Regions from separate parts of the Mus musculus genome. Here regions 2, 3, 4 and 5 are each linked to region 1. A link is a contact called in public HiChIP or PLAC-seq and promoter capture Hi-C data. All regions are on one chromosome and are shown on one strand. Each heading gives the region's core, a stretch centred on a gene start, on an enhancer-like site or on the middle of the called end of the contact. The rest is flanking DNA. Distances are from core to core; before and after follow the strand shown.

What was found. HiChIP or PLAC-seq counts read pairs in DNA pulled down with a chosen protein or histone mark. Capture Hi-C pulls out chosen DNA fragments and counts their contacts.
Region 2: a promoter capture Hi-C map of adipose tissue shows a contact between it and region 1. The contact joins the promoter of Rinl here to the promoter of Timm50 in region 1. A contact is called at or near these places in 1 of 39 promoter capture datasets (liver), 1 of 115 datasets of contacts at active chromatin or transcription factors (bone marrow-derived macrophages) and 2 of 9 other capture datasets (adipose tissue and liver).
Region 3: a contact with region 1 is called in an H3K4me3 HiChIP or PLAC-seq map of bone marrow-derived macrophages, with 4 times the contacts expected there. The contact joins the promoter of Zfp974 here to the promoter of Timm50 in region 1. A contact is called at or near these places in 3 of 39 promoter capture datasets (the 3T3-L1 cell line, hippocampal neurons and liver) and 1 of 115 datasets of contacts at active chromatin or transcription factors (bone marrow-derived macrophages).
Region 4: an H3K4me3 HiChIP or PLAC-seq map of bone marrow-derived macrophages shows a contact between it and region 1, with 5 times the contacts expected there. The contact joins the promoter of Fbxo27 here to the promoter of Timm50 in region 1. A contact is called at or near these places in 2 of 115 datasets of contacts at active chromatin or transcription factors (bone marrow-derived macrophages and large pre-B cells) and 1 of 9 other capture datasets (liver).
Region 5: a FOXA1 HiChIP or PLAC-seq map of pancreatic cancer cells shows a contact between it and region 1. The contact joins the enhancer-like site here to the promoter of Timm50 in region 1. A contact is called at or near these places in 1 of 484 Hi-C or Micro-C datasets (CD4 T cells), 3 of 115 datasets of contacts at active chromatin or transcription factors (large pre-B cells, microglia and pancreatic cancer cells) and 1 of 9 other capture datasets (adipose tissue).

What each region holds. Positions count from the first base shown.
Region 1 is chr7:28,310,678-28,313,359 of GRCm38.p6, reverse strand. It overlaps Timm50 (translocase of inner mitochondrial membrane 50), which reads left to right and starts at 1,314. Exons shown (of 11, transcript NM_025616.3): 1 at 1,314-1,435; 2 at 2,341-2,491. The coding sequence starts at 1,328. Gm51445 (a long non-coding RNA gene) reads right to left here. Exons shown (of 3, transcript XR_003946618.1): 1 at 2,600-2,682; 2 at 2,212-2,270; 3 at 587-1,275.
Region 2 is chr7:28,787,641-28,790,322 of GRCm38.p6, reverse strand. It overlaps Rinl (Ras and Rab interactor-like), which reads right to left and starts at 1,354. Exons shown (of 12, transcript NM_177158.5): 1 at 1,318-1,354. Sirt2 (sirtuin 2) reads right to left here. Exons shown (of 16, transcript NM_022432.4): 14 at 2,670-2,682; 15 at 2,495-2,561; 16 at 1,658-2,406. The coding sequence ends at 2,251.
Region 3 is chr7:27,928,135-27,930,816 of GRCm38.p6, reverse strand. Zfp974 (zinc finger protein 974) reads left to right here and starts at 1,359. Exons shown (of 5, transcript NM_001374027.1): 1 at 1,359-1,522. It overlaps Gm26891 (a long non-coding RNA gene), which reads right to left. Exons shown (of 2, transcript XR_881914.3): 2 at 2,343-2,470.
Region 4 is chr7:28,691,816-28,694,497 of GRCm38.p6, reverse strand. Fbxo27 (F-box protein 27) reads right to left here and starts at 1,354. Exons shown (of 5, transcript NM_001163702.1): 1 at 848-1,354. The coding sequence starts at 1,202.
Region 5 is chr7:28,569,352-28,572,033 of GRCm38.p6, reverse strand. Pak4 (p21 (RAC1) activated kinase 4) reads left to right here. Exons shown (of 10, transcript NM_027470.3): 2 at 2,168-2,241. Among named protein-coding and RNA genes, the nearest start is that of Mir7049, 9.7 kb to the right of the region's middle. Within about 2 kb of position 1,378, at least 82 of the 459 cell types and tissues checked have an H3K27ac peak or open chromatin away from gene starts, as enhancers often do. A contact at or near this core is called in pancreatic cancer cells, where this site is marked.

The DNA of each region.
Region 1 (2,682 bases), core at 65-2,564:
CACAGTTATATCAATATAAGGCAAACAAGACTTACCATGTCAAGGCAGTGTTTTGACCACGGGCATTTTCACCCAAGTTAATGTGAGGAAAACAGCCTAGTTCAAATGACTCAACTTTGATTCCTTGGACTCTCGGTGGAAGCTGAGAGCCGACTCTTGAAAGTTGTCTTCTGACCACGCCCTGTGGCATGAGGCTGACTGAGCACACTTAAGCAGCACCCCAATCCATTTCATTCCACTCCAGAAATAACAGCTCTGAATTCTGTGTGGCTTTCCTTTGCCCAACTTTGTAGTTTTACTATCTTAGTGCTTTGGATTTTTTTGGGTGGGTGGGTGGGTGTCTTTTTTTGGAGACAGGGTTTCTCTGTGTAGCCCTGGCTGTCCTGGAGCTCACTCTGTAGACCAGGCTGGCCTCGAACTCAGAAATCTGCCTGCCTCTGCCTCCCCAGTGCTGGGAGTAAAGGCATGTGCCACCAATGCCCTGCAGTACTTTGGATTTTTAAAGTTTAAGTGTAAAAATCTGACTTTTTTTTTCCCATTGAAAACAACTTGTGGGGGCTGGAGAGATGGCTCAGCGGTTAAGAGTACTGGCTGTTCTTCCAGAGGGTCTGAGTTCAATCTATAAAGAGATATGATCCCCTCTTCTGGCATGCAATTGTACCTGCAGACAGTGCACTCATACATTTAAAATGAGTGAATGAACGAGTGAATAATAAATGATTAAACAAATAAAGGAATGAATAAACAAACAAATAGAAAACAACTTGGGCAAGACTCATGGTGGCTCCCGCACCCCTAATTCACTGCTTTCTTAATCACTCTAAAGCCTAAACAAGTCAGCACGGAACGTTCCTTTGGTTGAATCCAGATGAGTGGTAGATCCAAATGAGTGGTTGGGCAAAGGAAAGATACTCCAGTCCTTTCTACAAACTCACGGCGTTAGGGGTAAAAAGAGATCTGGAGACGGGAAAGAAGACTGGTTCAGCCTCCTGGTCCACGTGAGAAAAACTGAGGGATGCTGGGTCAGCTCACTTTTTGGGCCTCTGTCCATTTCTAACGATGGGAGGTGAAAGGCAAAGTCCGAGCGACTGGATGGTGGCGGTCCTTAGGGCCCCAGGGGGCGTGGTGCCAGATGACAGTATTCCAATTTCGCGCTCAGCCAGAGGAAAGACCGACTAGGAGCGCACCAAAGGTACTCCGCCCAGTTCTTTTTGTCCCTCTCGGGTTCCTGTCCACACGCACTACCTCAGCGATCCCATTGGTCGTAGTCCTCGCCTGGGCGGGAGAGAGGGAGCGAGTGGGCGGGGCCGCGTGGCGTCAGCGCAAGATGGCGGCCTCGGCGGCTCTGTTCTCGCGCTTGCGGAGCGGGCTCCGGGTAGGCGCGCGGGGGCTGTGCACGCGGCTAGCGCCGCCACCTCCCCGCACTCCCGAGCAGGTGAGCGGCGCCGGGACGCGCGCCCCGATATGGGGCTTCTCTCTAAAGTTTTGGGCGTCTGGTGGCAACCCCGGCGGGTCTGGGAGACCGCACCTCAGGGTGCTGAATGGGACGGAGCCCGCGTTTTCGATGTTTCCATGCTTCCTGTGTGGACCACAGTTGCTCCCCCGGGGCTGGATTATGGAGGCCCGGAGTGCATCCCCTGGAGCCCAGGTCTCAACCACGTGGGTGCCGGGAGAGGTCACCTGTTCTGATCTCGGTGACCATTCAGGTGATACTTGACGGGGGTGGGGCCCAGGGCGCTAGGGACCCAGGGTCTGTCCCAGTGACATTTCAATCGCCTCCTTGAGCGAGAGGAACAGGAAGGATCCAGCCTGCCGTCCGTTCCAGCCTAGCCATTCTGACCTCCAAGTCCATGACTTTCCGTTCCCAAAGTCCCAGACAGGAGATTGCCTCTCCTCGCTCTTGCTTCCTTCCCTTCCAAACCCCTCCATCTTGGGCTCTGGGTATCCGGATATCTTAACTGTTCGTTCTGTCCCTTGGGTGCCCTCTGTCCCTTTAGTTTTGACATCTCTGTGCTAGCGCGCGCGCGCACACACACACACACACACACACACCCATCCCTTATTCTCCTTGCCCTACTCTTCCTGGCTCCAGACCCTGCAGTGCTATTGCTTCCAAGACCTTGAGCAATTTGCCCTTTCAGCTCTTGAACCCCTGTGATTCTCTAGACAGTTTAGTTGTGACTGTCTGAGGGGAGCAGCCTCTGAACTCACCCCTTCAGGGACACAGTTTTCTGCTCTGGATGTCCACTTCCTGGTTCTTGATCTTGAGGCTGCTTGGACAAATTTAAGTATTCTGTTATTTCTCTCTGTGTGACCTCTCCTCCATCCCCCTCCACTCAGGTCACTGAAATTGCCAACCGTGGGGGCTCCAAGGCCCAGGGGCCACAGCACCAGCCAGGCTCCGAGGGTCCCAGCTATGCCAAAAAAATTGCGCTCTGGATCGCCGGTTTGCTCGGAGCTGGTGGGACTGTCAGCATCGTCTATATTTTTGGTGAGAGACATAACCCTTGACTGTTGGCCCCCAGATTTCTACTGTGAACCCCCCCTTTCTTTCCCCATACTCAGTTCATTACCTGGCTCCTCCAACTAGGATACTCACCTTGAAATTCAAGAAGTCCTCTTCGACCCCTTGTACTTAAAAGTTCTATCCTCTAGTTGTTCCCTGTACCTGAATTCAGGAAC
Region 2 (2,682 bases), core at 105-2,604, 480 kb before region 1:
GCATGGAGGAAGACAAGACTCAAGGCTGCTCAGCTAGGGCGAGAGCTAATAGTTTAATTCTATTACATGTGACTCAGAGATCTTGCCTGAGCTCTTGAATGGACTGCAGAGGCCCACAGCTATGACTGGTTTTTTGTTTTTCGTTTTTTTTTTTTGTTTTTTGTTTGTTCTGTTCTTTCGAGACAGTTCAGACTAGCTTGGATTGCTCTGTAGTCAAGACTAGCCCCAGACTCATGGCAATCCTCCTGCTTCAAGCTCTCAGGCGTTGAGATAATAGGCTGCAGCACCATGCCTCACTGGGGTAGCAGTACCATTCTTTATTGCTGAGGGACAGACCACTCTGAGGACCCCAGGAGGAAGGCCCATGTATCTTGGGGTGGGGGAGAACAGTTCCAACAGGAATTAAGAGAGTGGAAGGGGATAAGTTCTGGAAAAGCTTTTGGCTCGCTCCGTCTGCTACCCAGATGCAACATGACACCCATCTCTTCCCTTCCCAGATTTCAGAGGAGCCCTAACACACCCTCCCCCACATTTGTTTAAAAACTTGTTTTCTTTTTTGGAGACAGGGTCTCACTATGTTGATCTGGCTGTCCTGGAACTCTTGATATAGACTAGGCTGTCCCGGAACTTACAGAGATCCGCCTGCTTCTTTCTTCCGAGTGCTGGGATTAAAGGCATGCGCCACCACCGCCCAGCTTCCATTATTTGTCAAACATTCATTTTTCTTTCTTTTTTTGAGACAGGACCTTGTATAGCCCAGGCTTGTTTCATACTTGCTGTGTATTTCAGCAGAGGCTAGGTTCTTACTCTTCATCTTGGTGAACACTACACCCCAAGTGTTCACTAAGAGGGGATTGCCAACCCCAAGTGAACCCTTCCGGGTATTCCCCGCAGCAGTCTCAGGAGTAAGGCATGTGGGGCTGGAGAGACCATCCAGCTGTTTCCCATCATCTATCCATCCTCCACCATCTCACCCCCATCTTTCTGCCTGAATTCCTGGCCCAGCATTTAGGTGACCTGCTGGCCTAGGAAAAGGTCTGATAAGCAAGCTAGCCCTATTCTGAAGGCTCCATTTCTCTTAGGGCATTGTGTGCAAGCCAGATAATTATCAGCTACATAAATTACTGAGCTGCCAACTAGCAACTTCAGGTGTTGGGGTGGGGAGCACACCTCAGGGACAGGCAGGGAAGAAGGGTGAAGAGGGGGAGGCAGTGCTCCCTTGGGAGGAGATCCGGACATGGGTAGGGCTGGGCAGGGTTGGATGGAGGCAGCTGTGGGTGCAAATGGGACCAGATGTTTGGTCCCTGGGGGCCCTACCTGTTCCGAGGGGAGCCAGAGCAGCAGGAAGTGAAAGTGCTCTCTAGAGAGGAAGCCAGGAAGGCAGGGGAAGAGGCGGGGCTGGGGCATCTGAAATCACCTTCCTCTGTCTTTCCGGGGTCAGTATTAGGGGATCCACTTTGGAGGACTGAGCCTCTGGCAGGCTGAGAGCCAGGGTAAAAAGTCACCAGGCTACCCTCTCCAGGGGCATAGCTTGGTCCCAGTCACCATTACTCCTAAGATCCTGGAGCCATAGATGGTCTGGAGTCTTTATGGTCCAGCCTTCTCCCTTCCCCAGATGCCTTAAGTACCCACTAAAAGAAGCAGAGGCCACACAAGTCATGGTTAGTTGCTTTGTTTTGTTTTTTAATTTGTTTCTAATAAGCAAGGTCTCTTGCTCATCCACCAACAGCTGGCAAGTGGGTCCCCAGGAAAGGGAGCCTAGTACCCACTTTGTTGGAGGCAGAGAGTTGGCAGGCCTTCAGGCTCAGAGATCCCACAAGGCCCCACCCCCTTGGGTGAAGTTCTATTTGTAGAGTCCAGCCCCTATGCGGGGTAGGTTAATTTGATTTAGCCATAGGCCCCCTGAAAACAATAGAGAAATGCCTTATTCTGGCACTGTTAGGGGTTTTGGGGTAGCCTGTTGTCTGGGAATAATTAGAAGTTAGGGAAGGCTGCTTCTTGCCTGGGTGGTTAGAGGCTATGGTGGTTAGAGGCTATGGTGGTTAGAGGCTATGGTGGTTAGAGGCCCCAGCTACAGACTGCACAGGCCTCAGCCCCTAGGTATATTAGGCTTTTCTGGGATTGAGTTGGGGACCCTGATTTCAAGAACGTGGTTAAAGAACGAAGGGTCTTTGAGCTCACACAAGCTGCATGTTAAGAGGGCCCAGTGCTGGCCGGGCTCCGCTGTCCTGCGGGAGGTCATGGTTACTGTTACTGCTGTTCCTCTTTCTCTTTGGTCCTGGCCGCCTCCTTGGCAGGCGGTGGGGACTTTCCAGGGGAGATGGTAGTGCTGGGGTTGGGGGCCTGTGACCCTGACTGGGCATCTATGTTGGCATGCTCCCTCCGGACAAGGTCTTCCAGTTCCTTCTGTAGGGGGCAAAGTTGACGCAAGTCAGGTTACCGTAAACCCCATGGGCCTGGGCTCAGGGTGGGCTGGGGTGGCCCAGCTCCTCACCTTCCATCCGAGGAGGTCAGCGAGAGCCAGGCAGCCTTGATCACAGTCACCCAGCCAGGCCACGTCCCTGCAGGGTGAGCAGGAGTAAGAGAACAGGCTGAGGACCAGCCGGCCTTCTGTCTTCTCTCCCTCCTCACCCACCCTTCTCGAGCTGCTCACCCAGGCCCAGCCTCACCTGTAAGCCTTCT
Region 3 (2,682 bases), core at 110-2,609, 380 kb after region 1:
AGTTTTTTGTCTTAGCCATTCTGATTGTTGTAAGGTAGAATCTCAGGTCATTTTGATTTGCATTTCCCTGATCACTAAGGACTTTGAACATTTCTTTAAGTGCTTCTCCATCATTTGGGATTCCTCTGTTGTGAATTCTCTGTTTAGCTCTATACCTTATTTTGTGGTTGGGTTGTTTGGATTTTTGAAGCTTAGCTTCTTGAGTTCTTTATATATTTTGGATATTAACCCTCTATAGGATGTGGGGTTAGTGAAGTTTTGTCCCACTCTATAGGTTGCTGATTTGTCCTGACTACGTCCTTTGCCTTACAGAAGCTTTCCAGTTTTATGAGGTCCCATTTATCAATTCTGGATCTTAGAGCCTGAGCTCTAAGACATTGTTGGTGGGATTGCCAACTGATACAACTACTCTGGAAATCAATCTCGAGGATCCTCAGAAGTTTGGAAATAGATCAACCACAAAGACCCAGCTATACCACTCTTGGAATATACCCAAAAGATGCCCCACCATACCACAAATCCACTGTGTTCATAGAGGTCTTATCTGTGAAAGCCAGAAGCTGGAAACAACCCAGATGTCCCCCAATGGAAAAATGGATACAGAAAATGTGGGTCATTTACATAATGGGATAGTATTTAGCTATTAAGAATGAGGACATCATGAGTTTTGCAGGCAAATGGGTGCAACTAGAAAATATCCTGAGTGAGGTAACTCAGACACAAAAAGAGTAAAAGGCATGTGCCACCATAATCTGAGTGTATTTTAGTTCTTAGACAGGGTTTCACTGGGTAGTCCTCGGTGGTCTCTTCTCACAGACATGCAGCTGGCTGTACCTCCCCATCGCTGGGATAAAAGCCATTGCTACCACGCCCAGCCATGTTTACTATCACTTGATGTCTTGGCCTCTTTATTATCACTGGCAATGTTCTTTGCCCCCAAATCTGCCTCCATTTTATAATCGACTTGAGTTTTCTTTTGATTATGTAAAGATGGTCACTTTGAATCTGCTAGAGTATTTATCTTTAACATATTTTCTGAAGTTAACAGATAGCTGGGTCTGACCTCTTTTCAAATCTAATGTGACAAACCTGTACTTTAGCTTTTAGACCGATTACAGTACTTTCAATGCGACTAGTTTTATTATGAGGATCGTCTAGCCTGTCTAACAGACACAGTACGGTTGTTGCATAGCATGTGGTCCTCAGTCACATTTTCTATCTAGAGCATCCCTGCCTTTTTAAGGGCGAGAAAATCAGTTCCCCGCAGAACCGGAAGTAACTTTTACTCAAAGGAGGGCGCCTCCCCTTTAAGCGCGCACCCCCGTGGGAACTCCCACAAACCACTGGGCTCCGCTCGCAGATCTGGCATCCCCGCCCCCAAGAGCCGGGCTTCACGGGGGCTTTGCTGGTGATAACTGCATTTTTTAGGGTCACCACGCCGAAACTAGCGCATAGGCTTTTGGTGTTCTGGTGCCGCTAATGCGGAAGGTCCGATCTTTGTGGTCGGCGGAAGAAATTTCAGGTTGGCTTCGGTCTCCATGGAGTAAGGCCTGAGGCAGCCGGCTGGGAGTGGGCGTGTGCGGACGGTCGTATAGGGTCGCTGTTTGTTGATGTGATAGTGTGTGTGTGTGTGTGTGTCCACACCTTGATCTCTCTGCATTATCTGGGGCTCTGTGCGCGTCGCTTTCTGCTCCAACTTTCCCTCGCGACCACAGGAACCAAAGCAGAGGACTAAGTTTCAGTAAGGAGAGGTCAGGCTAGGTACAGACTTGAGCTTGGGAGGAGCATTTGGGGCTGAAAGTGCCACCGAGGGTGACCTAGGAGGGTGGTTACTTGTTGAATTCCATGACTTTCTCAGAGCCCTAGCTGTGTGAGTGTTGAGGGAACTGAAGGAAAGTGCTCAGTGCGGATGCTGCCAGAGCATGATGGGGATCTCATCCTTGCGCAGGCTCCCCGCGAAGGCCATCAGTCAAAAGGAGGGCTTGAGAAGGATGGGATCATTATTGCTGCCCATCTAAGAGTCAAGGATGAGTGTACTCTTCTTTTCTGTTTGAGAAATGAGTTTTCAATTTTATAATATGGAATTGTCAGTAAATGCAGGTAGGTGAACGTACACATTCATACCTCCACCGCTGTGGCCCTTACGTTGTCCCTGCCCTTAGGTCCTGGTGTTCACATGACCATTTCAATTACCCTTGACTTTTTCTCCCTAAATCACTTCCTTTCCCCACATTATAGACAGTGCTCATCTTGGGTTCATTGTCTGCAGGGTATGGCAGGACAAGGGAGTGTTAGAAAGAATGCAAATACTGGTTGTATATTTAAGGAAATGACTCATAAGCTCTAGTCTGTACAGTGTACATTTTAATCTCAGCATTTTGGGAGGCAGAAGCAGGAGGATCATTGTAAATTAAGGATCAGTTTGATCCACATAGCAAGTTCCAGGAGGGGTGTGCTACAAAATGAGAACCTGTTTCAAAACAAGGAGAAAACGAAATGAAGGTAATAATGAAGAGCAGAATTTTAAAATTTGTATTGTGTTCAGTGTGATAATTTTACAGAGCACAAGGTGGTCCTCACAGAGCCCAAGGCAGGACAGTTGTGTCAGCCCTGCGGAGGTTGAGAAACTCAGTTCTAGGATCAAAAGACCTAGGACACCCAGAACAAACTTAGCATTATTTT
Region 4 (2,682 bases), core at 105-2,604, 380 kb before region 1:
CCTACCACCTGTACGCGAGACTTGAGCCTTTTAACAACACACCAAAATAATTTTAAAAAATTAAAAGTTTATGTCTGCAGACTATGTATATATGCCCTCTCTCCAGAGGCCAGAAGAAAGGGTGGTCTCCCTGAGACTTGAGTTACAGATGGTTGTGAGTCTCCACTTGAGTGTTTGGAACTGAGCTTAGGTCCTTTGGAGGAGCAGCTCTTAGCCGCTGAGCTATCTTTCCAACCCGCAAAAACAAAAAGCAAAACAACAACAAAAACAAAATATACTAACAAAATTTAAAAATTTGTAACTGCTCTTCTAGAGGACCTGGGGTCAGTTCCCAGCTCCCAAGCCATGAGGCTTAGTCTCCTGAAACTCCAGGCGCAGGGACGAAAATAAATTGTTAAAATGTAAAAGCCAATGAAACAAAAGATATTTATGTGTTGATTTTAATTGCTCTTGGTGCCTCTCTGTGCATCCTGTCTCTCAGATAGAAGATATGCTGTTTGGTCCCCTCTACCGCTCTCTTATGTAGGTCAGGTGATTCCAGCTACTCTAACTGGGTCAAGTGTGACCCCACTTCTAGCCCCTCCCTCTGCTACATCTGTAGACCTGCCTCTTGGTTTAACTCTAGGCCCCGCCCATTTCATACCTTGTGACTCCGCCCTATCCTCTCACTGGTTTCCTTCTGGTCTCACAGCCTACAAATATCCCGTGACCCCGCCCTTAATACCTTCCGGGGGATTCCTTCTTGGCTCTGTCCATTAGCATTCTTGGGGCCCCGCCCTTTGTGCTACAGTTCTCTCTTGGTCCCGCCCCTAGGCTTCCTCTAGGCCCCGCCTTCTCAGCGCCTCACCTTGGCCACAGGGGTTGCTGATGAGGTTGCGTCCTAGCGGTCTCAGTGCGCAGAATTGGCCCAGCGGGCAGGGCGTGTCTTCGTGGGCAGGGGGCAGACAGCGGCGGGCTAGTGTCAGCAGGGCGCGGCCCGCTGCGCTGTGGTCACGGGCCAGCAGCAGCAACCATAGGGCCTGGCCATCTACCAGGGCGCGCCAGGCGCGGCACACTCGGCGGCAGTGCATCAGCAGCGTGCGCGGGGGCACGTGGCTCAGTACCAGCAGGAGCAGCTCCGGGGGCAGACGGCTCAGGTCCAGGACCTCCTGGGGGTCGGGCTCCGGCGTCGGGACCCGGGTCCTGGATATCCAGGCACCCATGGTCCCCGCGCCCCGCTTGGCTGGGACTGCAGGAGAAGAGGGGTTAGATGTTAGTGATTAGCAGCCTCTGCTGCCAGGCTTTGCAGCCGTCCACCCCGAGACTAACATCCCCGAAGCCATCCACTGTCTCCCACGTCCCTTACCGCCTCTCTGTCCCCAAAGCCTACCCTCCTCCCAGCCCGCTGGTGCTCACCGGCACCCCTGCCAGCTCCCCTTCGCGGCCTGGAGGACCGCATAGCTATAGCTTTGCCTAATACTATCCTTCCCAGGCGAAACCTCTCTGAGATTCGCCGAATGTCCAGCCCTGTGGATCCAGACCCCACCTCCTTCCGGCTTAGGACTGGTGGACAGTTTAGGAATCCACCTGAGGACACAGATTAGGCCAGGGCTCTGGCACAGTCCTAGCGGTTCAGCAACCAATCCAACACTTGGAGTGACCCTAAATCCGCAGTGGACGCCTGGCATCTGGTAACAACTATTATTTCGGGTAGGCATCCAAGTGGAAGGCTCCACCCCTAAACGCCTTGTGCAGTCCGTGACCTTAATCCCAGACAATCATCCAGTCATCCGCGATTTACAAGAAAAAGCAGGCTCTAGAGGACAACAATGACCCCGCTAATCGAAAGCATCAGCTGAAGCTTACAGTTTCGAACTTCGGCAACTTAGCACATTTTAAAAAGAGATTTATCTTATGTATGTGAGTACACTGTAGCTGTACAGATGGTTGTGAGCCTTTATGTGGTTGTCCGGAACTGAACTTTTAGAACTTCTGCTTGCCCCGGTCAGCCTTGCTTGCTCTGGTAGGTTCTGCTCGATCTGATCGACCTGCTGAGTCTCTGCTTGCTCCAACCCAAAGATTTATTATTATACATAAGTATACTGTAGCTGTCTTCAGACACACCATAAGAGGGCATCGGATCTCATTCTGGATGGTTGTGAGCCACCATGTGGTTGCTGGGATTTGAACTCAGGACCTTTGAAATGAGCCATCTCGTCAGCTCCCCGAACATCTTAACACAGAAAAGGAACCGAGGCTCTTAGAGGCCGTGACCTTCCTAAGTGACTAGTAGTGTTAGTGAGTGGGTCTAGCTCCAGATTTTTTTTTTTTTTTTTTTGACAGGGTCTCACTTTGTAGGGCTGGCTAGCCTGGAACTCACTGTGTACGCAAACTGAGAGACCTGCCTGCCTCTGCCTCCTGAGTGCTGGGACTAAAGACATGTATTACTATGACCAGCTCTGTCGGGCAGTGGTGGCGCATGCCTTTAATCCCAGCACTTGGGAGGCAGAGGCAGGTGGATTTATGAGTTTGAGGCCAACCCGGTCTCCAGAGTGAATTCCAGGACAGCCAGGGCTAAAAGAGAAACCCTGTCTCGAAAAAAAAAAAATAGTTTTATGTGTATGGAGGTTTGCCCGCATTTATGTCTCCACCATGTTTGTGCCTGGTATCTGGGGAGGTCAGAGGAGGTATTTTCAGGATTCC
Region 5 (2,682 bases), core at 129-2,628, 260 kb before region 1:
CCTGGGAGGAGGTCCAGGAAACCCATTTCTGGGGCAGGCTGGGGTAGGAGGTGAAGTCCAGCACAGGAGAGGAAAGATAAGGTGTGGGCCTGGCAGGTAGAAGCATCATGGGGGCCCAGACTAGCTGCACACAGTGCAAGCTAGTAAGAGGCCAGCCTGTTGTGTTCACCTTCCTGGGTCAAACCTTGGCAACCTCTGACTGGTTGGGTGCCTGGACAAAGGAGTCTGTTTCCACACCAGACAATTGGGATAAGGTGCCTCCATTGTAGGGCTGTGCGTATATCACAGGGCTGAGCATCATTGGCTGGATCTGCGCCAGAAGCAGGGGCCATAGGCCCTGGGAGAAGTGGCCTACTCTCATGTCTGCTCTGGCTTTGCCCATGACAAGTGAGAACCTTACTTAGGGCATGGGGCTCACAGTGGCTCTCCTGCTGGGTCAGGAACAAAGGGTGAGAGATACTGGGACAGTGCTTCTAAGAGAGGTGGCACACAGTAGGTGCACATTCCTGCTGGCTACTGTTCTCATGTAACTAGCATTGAGGATTTACTGCCTAAGCGTCAGTAAGAGTTGGCTCTGAGCCAGACCTTCAGTGCCTTGCTTGTTTTTCCTGTGACTCCTTATAAAAGCTGCTGGAAGCAGCTTCTGTCGTCACCCTCCCAACAAGAGGAAACTGAGGCATAAGAGTGGAGTCTTTCCCTAGGGTCACTCATTGAGCTTCCTGGCATGAGCTGTGGGCTGGGTCTTCACAGATATAGAAATCAGGGCATATAGTGCTAGCTAACTGTCAGCTGGGGGTTGAGGCTTGGGCTGCAGGGCTCTGAAATTCTGAGCTGGCCTGGGAGACCCATCCCAGCCACGAGATGCCTAAAAGGGCCTGGGTGGGGCCTACACCAGGTCATTATAAACACCAGTTCCTCTGTTTGTCCTTCCCTCCATATGCTGCCCAGAGGAAAGGGGTGGCCCAGGCAAATATCCGGAGGTGTGCCCTTCCGCCCCTTCTCCTGCAGGGTCACAAGTGGCTGCAGTATGCAAGGTGGCTTGGGGCTTATGGGTGGGGGTAGGGGTCTGTGTGGGGGAGCATGGAAAGGCACTGCTGAAAGCTCTCCCACCTTTTCCATTCTGAGCGCTTCCCTATGCTTAGTGAGTGGTCACATGCACTACCACCCCCTATACTGCCAAATCTGGGAGCTGCTTTGGGGCTCCCTCGGTGTGGGAGGTGGGAACTGAGAGTAGAGCCAAGAGTTCAGGGTGGATAGCAAGCTAGACACGGAGGACAGGGAGCCGCAGGTCGCAGCACAGGCTCCACGCTGTGCCAGGCAGCACAAGGTGTGGCACTGTTAGAGTTGTAGAGACAGGCGTAGCGCCAAGGAGGGCTGGGTAGCCCTGGTGCAGAGGTCGGGGTGCTGGGACAGGCTGGACAGGAAAGGCTGGGAGGAGGGCAGCATGTTGCAGTGCTGGTTCTGAGGCAGAGAAGGCTGGAAGCCAGAGGTGCCCATTCTGCCCTAGCTGTCCCAACCCTCAGCCACAACCCCTGGACTTGGATCAAGCAAAGAAACTAAACCAGCTGGGAAAGTCCTGTCCAGGCCCGGGGCTGGCCACCTGCTGGCCCCTTGGGACCAGTTGAGACAGGTTGGCTGCTGCGTCCCCACCTGCCTCTCTCTTGGCTTGGCTGCCAAACCGGTTTCCCTGGCTGGCTGCCCATTAATGTCCTTCTTGTAGGCTGAGCCAGTGACTCCCAAGAAAGAGAGCCATGCCTGGAGAAGAAGAGAGCTGCCCCCTGGACACTTGTCTGTAGCCACTTCCCCAGCAGAGTCTCACTGGGGCTGGGTGCTGGTTCTGTGTCTGCCCACCACCCTGCCAGGTACTGAAGAGCCAGGTGGGACAAAGATGAAAGTCCTCTGACACCCTTTGGTCCTTTGGGCCTTCACTCCTGAAGCCTCCTATAGGAAGCCTCCCTTAGCACACCTGCCATCCTTCCGTGGTTGGTAGCACTTTGTGGGCCCAGTCCCTACCAGTGTACACTGTCACTACCTAGGGACCGTCTGCCCCAGGTAGACCCTAGTGGGTCATAGGCTGTCTAGGTTGTTCTCGTGTCCGACTATCAGCCAGAGTAGAGTGGGTGTTAGTGATTGAATGACTGATAGATCTTTTCTTCCTGTCTTACAGATGAGTAACTCAAAGCCTCAGGAGGAGACGTCACCCACGCAAAGGTGCTTCTAGCCCAGCCAGCTTCAGACCAGGTCTGTCGGACTCCAGGCTCTTCCCACAGGGCCTGTCTCTCCAGCATAAGGGGCTGGTCCCAGGCAGGGAGGGGCTCAGTTGCTTCATCACCCAGGACTCAGGTAGTGAGAGGCAGAGGATTGTTGGGAGGCTGCCTAGTGTCCCTCATTGCTTGATCCTCTGTGGGGTGCCACCATCATCCTGTCCTTCAGCTAGGATGGACCCCAGGGCCTCCCGCCTACTCTGCAGTTCTCTGCTGCTGAGCTGCAGCCCCAGACCTTTTTATCATTTTATTTTGAGACAATTTCACCACGTTGATCAGAATAGCCTGAATCCACTCTATCTCGGCAGAGCTTTGAGCTTGCCATCCTCCTGCCTCCTGAGTAGCTGGGATTGCGGCTACTGAGCCTGTGCTCCTGGCTCATCTTTTGATTCTTTGTTGTTGTTGTTGTTGTTGTTGT